Linked DNA regions of Mus musculus: region 1 is linked to region 2. The links are chromatin contacts, called in public promoter capture Hi-C maps. All regions are on one chromosome and are shown on one strand. The core of a region is the stretch at or near the end of the contact, and the rest is flanking DNA. Distances in the headings are between cores, read along the strand shown.

Region 1 (3,009 bases), core at 422-2,921, 81 kb before region 2:
CGCCACTCATGCACTGGTGCTCATATAATACATGTAATTTTTAAAAAAAAACGTAGCTACTGAGAGGAAACAAAGCTTTAAAGCAGAAGTCCTGAGAAGGACAGACAAGTCATGACCTCATCCAATACTCAGTTGAACCTAGTGTGGGAGAACATGCCTTTAACCCAAAGGCAGAAGCAGACTAGTGAGACAGGTGCCCAGGAGGGTGAGGGGAGAGATGAGGTTTGTGTTTAGGTGTTCCTTAGGAGTTCAGAGCAGACCCAGAGGGCCTTGAGGACCTATTGAAGGAAGGTGTTCACACAGCTGAGTAAGGGGTAGGAAGCTACTGGGTCTGTGCTCTCGCCCTCCTGGGGAAATGCGCATGCGCGCGGCCTTAGTAGTTCCCTAATTCAGCTGGTTTCCTCTAAGGGACACTGTAGGTGGCCTCAGCCAGCACCAGGTCTCTGGGTTGGTTGGGCAGAAAAGATGGAACTGCTCAGCTTTATAGGGGCTGTCCCTTGATTCCTTCTAGCCAGAAGCGGTAGACAAATTGATTCTAAAAGTCCTCCAGTAGGGGTGGAGAGGATTCCTTTCCTGCCTCCGCATCAGGAGCTTGCAAGCGCAAGTGGCTCCGCAAAAGCTTCTGGCTCCTCAGGGAAGCAGCTGAAGGTGGCAACCCCGGGTGCTCCTGGGCCCACTGTCACTTTGATGAACGAAGCTGGCACCCTGCTCCAGCAGCAATTCTGAGAGGAAAGGGACCTTCCAGCGTGCTCCCCTCCCTCCGGTTCTTGGTTGTTTAGAAGTCTTGGATTAGAGTTGCTTCCTAGAGCAGTTTGCATGTTAACAGCACCTGGAAAAGATCCCAGAAGCAACACCTCTGGGTGCCCACAGCCAGGGAAACCTACTGTTGTTGCTAAAGGAAAAGGGAAGATGGATGCTTTGTTGCCTAGGTCGCTTTAATTTGAGCCTGCTGGGCAGCCTGACACCCTCTCCTGTGGCATCGGATGCTGTTCTGGAGATCTGAACCAGACTCCTCTGCCAGATCTTCAAATAGCCTCATTGGTGGGACCTCCCTCCTCCAGCAGCACAACCGCCAACAGTTCTGGGCCAGCCTCCTTCCGGAGCTCTCACGCCCCACCTCCTGCCAGCCTGCTTGGGATCCTATTTGCTCTGGTTCGGAGGTGGGGAGAGGCCCTGTCAGTTCTTCAGCGCTTACAGGCTAGGAGTATCTGGATGTCACAGGACAGCGACCGTGCCCAGGAATGAGTGACAATTGATTATTTTCCGTAAAATCGGGATAACAGTTATGTCTCAGGATTGAATGTACATAAAAGGCTTAACAGGGTGCTGGGTACTGATTGTCTTTGTTCCTTCTGGTGTCCGCCCCTCATTTTCCCGTATACTTATATATTGCCTCTGCCCACACATTCATTTAGCCCCATCATTTCCCTACCACCCCTGCTGCAAACAAAGCCACCACCATTTTGTAAGGGATCCCCTCCAAACGTGACAAGAAAAGGAAATGATTTTAAATCCATATCCCGTAACTAACAGTGCTCCTTTAGTTCTTGTGGGAGGTAGGGAAGGGGAACTGTTAAATCGACGGAAGTACTCTCCTCCGGCTCCGCTCCCAGGGAATCCAAAGAGGGCTACTTTCTCTTTAAATGCAAATCATCTCCAGCCAGCTTAGCTCCCTCCAGCTCCAGTTCCCCTGAGGAGAGAGAAAGCAGGGTGAAGGGAGATTGCAAAGAAGCACTGTTTCACACTCCAGACCCCAAACTTCCAGGTCAGTAGAACCCCAAGGGGGCGAGAAGGGAGTGAGGAGGATGGGGGCGGGGTGCCGCACCTGATGCTTGTTTTTTGAAGCCCGAATTGAGAACTGAATCTTTCCTTAGGCACATCTCAGGCGGATCACAGTCGCTCTGGCTGCCGCTTCCATCAGGTCTCTTACTGGGTCACACTGCTGCTACATGGAGAGAAAAAGAGTTCTGTCTCCCACCACCACCACCCCCCACCCCACCCCCGAGCCCCACTGATGCCACCCAGCTGTTCCATGCCAGCTTAAACGCTTAATGTTCCGATTTGACCATCGCCCTCTCGGAAGTAAAGTGAGGGAGCTGAGACCTCCCCTGGAGAGGACCTCAGCAGACCAGATACCTAGGTGATGGGGCTGTAGGGGAGTCAAGCTAAGCTAATCAAGTCAGAGTTACATTGTTGGAGGTCTAGCCCCTAAAGACTTTCTAACTAGAAAAAGAAGAGACTAGAAGCTGTCCTGGGAACTTCTGGGCAGCCCTGGCATGTGTAGTTGAAGTGAAGTGGAAGAGAGGCCAGTGATGAGCCGGCTATTCCTGGTCCATATGATTGACACCAGGGTATTTCCAGGTGTCCCTGCCTTACCTTGGTTGCACCTCATGCAGTTAGTCAGTATCCGCTGCCATATACAGACCGTTGCCTAGCAAATGGCCTCCTGATCCTCAGCTTGCTCCCCTAGTCACATCCACCCTGTCTCCTGAGCATCTTCCTCTACAGCCCCAGGCTCTGGGCTGTAGTGACAGGAAAACAGCAAGATGACCCTGGTCTGGGCCAGCCCTCTCCAGCAGGCAGATGGGGCTGTCAGGAAGAAAAGGGCTTTGCTGGCCTTGGGAGGTCCTTCAGATGCATAGCTACAGTCCAGCAGCAGGCTGGCATATGACCCTGTACAGACAAGAGGACAGAGCTCCTGACTGATGGACAAAGATACATCTGAAGACCCTTCCTCTCAGACGAAAGAGGGTGCTGAGTGAAGGGATGATTTTGCCCCCTTCCTTCCCAGACCTGAGGTCCAACACACCACCCAATGGAAGACAAAAAGAAGAAACGGAGTCCTAAGCCCTGCCTGACCCAACCAGCACAGGCCCCAGGCACACTGCGCAGAGTCCCTGTGCCCACCAGCCACAGTGGCTCCTTGGCTCTGGGACTCCCTCATTTGCCATCACCCAAGCAGCGAGCCAAGTTCAAGAGGTGAGTAGGGAGGGGCTCTTGGCCAGACTG
Region 2 (3,091 bases), core at 120-2,619:
AAGACATATGCCACCCACTCTGGGGATAGAGGCAGGCAGATTTCTGAGTCGAAGACTCAGTTGAAATAAGGAGATCTGACGCCCTTCTGGTCTGGTGTGTGTCTGAAGGCAGCTACAGTGTACTTAATAAATAAATAAATAAATAAATAAATCTTTAAAAAAAAAAAAGGCAGGTGTGGTGGGGCATGCCTTTAATCACAGCACTCCGGAGGCAGAGGCAGGCAGATGTCTGAGTTCGAGCCCAGCCTGGTCTACAAAGTGAGTTCCAGGACAGCCAGGGCTATACAGAGAAACCCTATCTTGAAAAACAAACAAACAAACAAAAAAGCAAAAACAAACGAAGAAACAACCCCGCCCCCCCACCCCCACGTCCCCCCCAAACAACAACTTAGGCTTTCAGTTTAGAAAAATTAAGTTCTGGGTAGGTGAGATGGTTGCTGCCACCATGCCTGACCCAAATTTTCTGGATGGATCGCCCCGCCCCCACCCAGAGCCATTACATAGGAACACTCCCTCCAACACTCCCTCCAGTAAATTAAAAACTAAACACCAAGTTCTGTTACTTTGTCACAGTGCTCGGGCATATTGGATTTTGTCTTTTTTTAAAAAAAATATGTACAATTGGAGACGGAATTTAATTTGTAACACTGAATAAGCTCTTCAGCTTTACCTGTAAAATTGTTTTGTTATTTTTTGAGACATGCTTTCACTACGGAGAGCAAGTTGGCCTCAGATTACAGAGATCTTCCTGACTCTGCCTCCTGAGTGCTGGGATCAAAGACATAGCAACCACGCCCAACTGAAAACGAGCTTTGACATTAAAAAAGAAAAGTCCGTCAGAACTTATGAGCACATAAAGGTCTTGCCCCACTACAGTAGGCCTCTGGATATTTTCTTTCTGTTCCTTGCCATTCATTTCTCTCTCCAGTTCTAATCCAGACCAAACCTAGTCTTTTAGCTGCGTGACCTTGCGCAAGCATCTTTCCCCGGGAAGCCTCGGCGTATTCTCGGTAAAACGAGAAAGTTGGCCTCTGATCTTTGCACACGCTCCCAACTGTGAAGCGGGCTGCAGAGTTTACGGAGCCGACTCCCTCTCCCGGGACTCGATGGTACGGCCCCCGGTCTCCCCCACCCCTCCGCGCCGGACTTTGGTACAGGCCCAGGGGGCCCGCGGTGGCTTCTCTAAGCTGCCCTTGCCCCCCGCCGAGTTCCGGGCCCGACCCCGCGCATGCCGATTGGTTAGAGTGAGGCCCGGGCTGTGCGGCTATAGGTGATCCCGGGGGTGGGCGGGGCTTCGAGGCCGGCCCCTCCCCCTGGTCGGACGCCGTAAGGAGCCGCGGGCGGGCGGGCGGACAGACTGACGGGAGGGCCGGGCGGCGAGCAAGATGGCGCAGACTCAGGGCACCAAGAGGAAAGTCTGTTACTACTACGACGGTGAGCTGCGGGTGGGCGGCGCGGGCCGGGCGTTGGGGAAAGGCTGGGGGAGGAGGCTGGGAGGAGGCTGAAGCCCCGGGGAGGCTGAGGGAAAGTCGAGGCTGAAGGAGGAGGTTGGAGAGAGGAAGTCGAGGCTGAGGCCGGAGATGAGGTGGGGGTCGTGGAAGGGGTAGTCTGCGGTAATCCCGGTGGCGGAGATTCTCGGGGAATCCGACCTGAAGTTGGAGTGGGATTCCTGGAGGGAAGCCTAAGTGGCGGCGGGGATCGGAATATGATGGAGACGGTTTGCCTGGATATCTTCCCCTGCTGAGAATACAAAGGTTTTTCACTGTCCCCATTCACTCTCTCTCTTTTTCTTTCTTTCTTTTGGTGAGTTCTGCAGGACTGGCCACTCATCCCCTCCCCCACTCCATCCCCCAAGTCTATGAGTAGGGCCTGCAGTTGCTAGTTGGGAAATGGGGCTCCCCGGGGATGCAAGAAGAGAGGTGCATGAAACTTGTTAAAACGACTTTTCATTGAGCCAGCGCGAGCATCTTACTCTGTCCTGGGTTGTGTTTCTGTTGGGGCTGGAGGGCTCATCGAGGCACATTTCCTGTGTTGAGTTCCCGTCTGAAGGGGGAGCTAGACAATGTCACAGGTATCTTTCGGTGTTAGCGCTGGGACAAGGGAATGTGGGGTGGAGGAGAACACAGCAGGAGCCTCAGCCCAACCTGAGAGGAGCAGGTTGTGTGTCAGTGCTTAGGACCCAAGAACTGGAGTTACAAGCCAGGCCCTGGCAAGTGGAGCCAACAGCAGGGGGAGGGGACAGCACCTTTATCTGAGAAAGGGTCTCACAGTGTAACTCAGCTGGTCTTGGATTAAGCCCCTTCTTCTTACTCTTGACTCCAGGCTTACACCACTTGGTCCAGCATTTGTGTTTTGGGAATAGCAGTTGAGTTGTTCAGGGGACATCTAGCCAGCCAGCCAGTAGGCGGTTGGCTGTTTAGATCTGAAATTTAGAAGACAGATATTTTTTGGTAATTGTCGGTATAAAATAATTCAGATAGTAATTTTAGCTGGATTAGAAAAGGGTGTTATAACTCCAGTTGTAGAGGGTGAAGAGCTATGTTGATACTTTTTTTTTTTTTTTGGAAATGGCCTCTGTGTAACCCTGGCTAGCCTGGAACTCACTTTGTAGACCAGGTTTGCTTCCTACTGGAAGAGATTTATCCTACCCCCCTCCCGAGTGCTAGGATTAAAGGCATGTGCCACAACCCTGGCCTGTTTTAATTCTGAAGAAGTGGACTAAGAAGGTTCAGTGGTCCTGATTGCTCTTTCACTATGCTGTCTTTCAACTGTTAGCCACATTCCTGTTTCAGTCTTTCCCAGTGCTGTGGGGTGACGGAGCCACCAAGCCTGGTGTCTTCTTGTTTCTGTTCTGTTTTGTTTTTAAGGCAGGGTCTGTCTCTAACAGCCCTAGCTGTCCTGGAAGTTGCTTTGTAGACCAACTAGGCTGGCCTCTGAACTCAGAGAGATCCCCCTGCCTCTGCCTCCTGAGTATTAAAGGGGTGCACCACTGTCTAGCAGCCTCATTTTTTGTTTCGGTTCTTTTTGTTTGTTTGGTTTGGTTTGGTTTGGTTTTGGTTTTTTGAGACAGTTTCTCTGCGTAGCCCTGGCT

The links. Capture Hi-C pulls out chosen DNA fragments and counts their contacts.
Region 1: a promoter capture Hi-C map of liver shows a contact between it and region 2. The contact joins the promoter of Ccdc28b here to the promoter of Hdac1 in region 2. A contact is called at or near these places in 12 of 39 promoter capture datasets (embryonic stem cells, frontonasal cranial neural crest, hippocampal neurons and 7 more), 4 of 15 datasets of contacts at CTCF or cohesin (CD8 T cells, the NIH/3T3 cell line, large pre-B cells and 1 more), 59 of 484 Hi-C or Micro-C datasets (the AML12 cell line, B cells, the Ba/F3 cell line and 41 more), 30 of 115 datasets of contacts at active chromatin or transcription factors (the 230-238 cell line, CD4 T cells, CD8 T cells and 18 more) and 5 of 9 other capture datasets (adipose tissue, embryonic stem cells, liver and 2 more).

Annotation. Positions count from the first base shown.
Region 1 is chr4:129,622,570-129,625,578 of GRCm38.p6, reverse strand. Ccdc28b (coiled coil domain containing 28B) reads left to right here and starts at 1,671. Exons shown (of 6, transcript NM_025455.2): 1 at 1,671-1,765; 2 at 2,792-2,979. The coding sequence starts at 2,816. It overlaps Gm34305 (a long non-coding RNA gene), which reads right to left and starts at 2,793. Exons shown (of 4, transcript XR_376684.4): 1 at 2,377-2,793; 2 at 1,826-1,945; 3 at 1-1,690.
Region 2 is chr4:129,540,924-129,544,014 of GRCm38.p6, reverse strand. It overlaps Hdac1 (histone deacetylase 1), which reads left to right and starts at 1,369. Exons shown (of 14, transcript NM_008228.2): 1 at 1,369-1,434. The coding sequence starts at 1,386.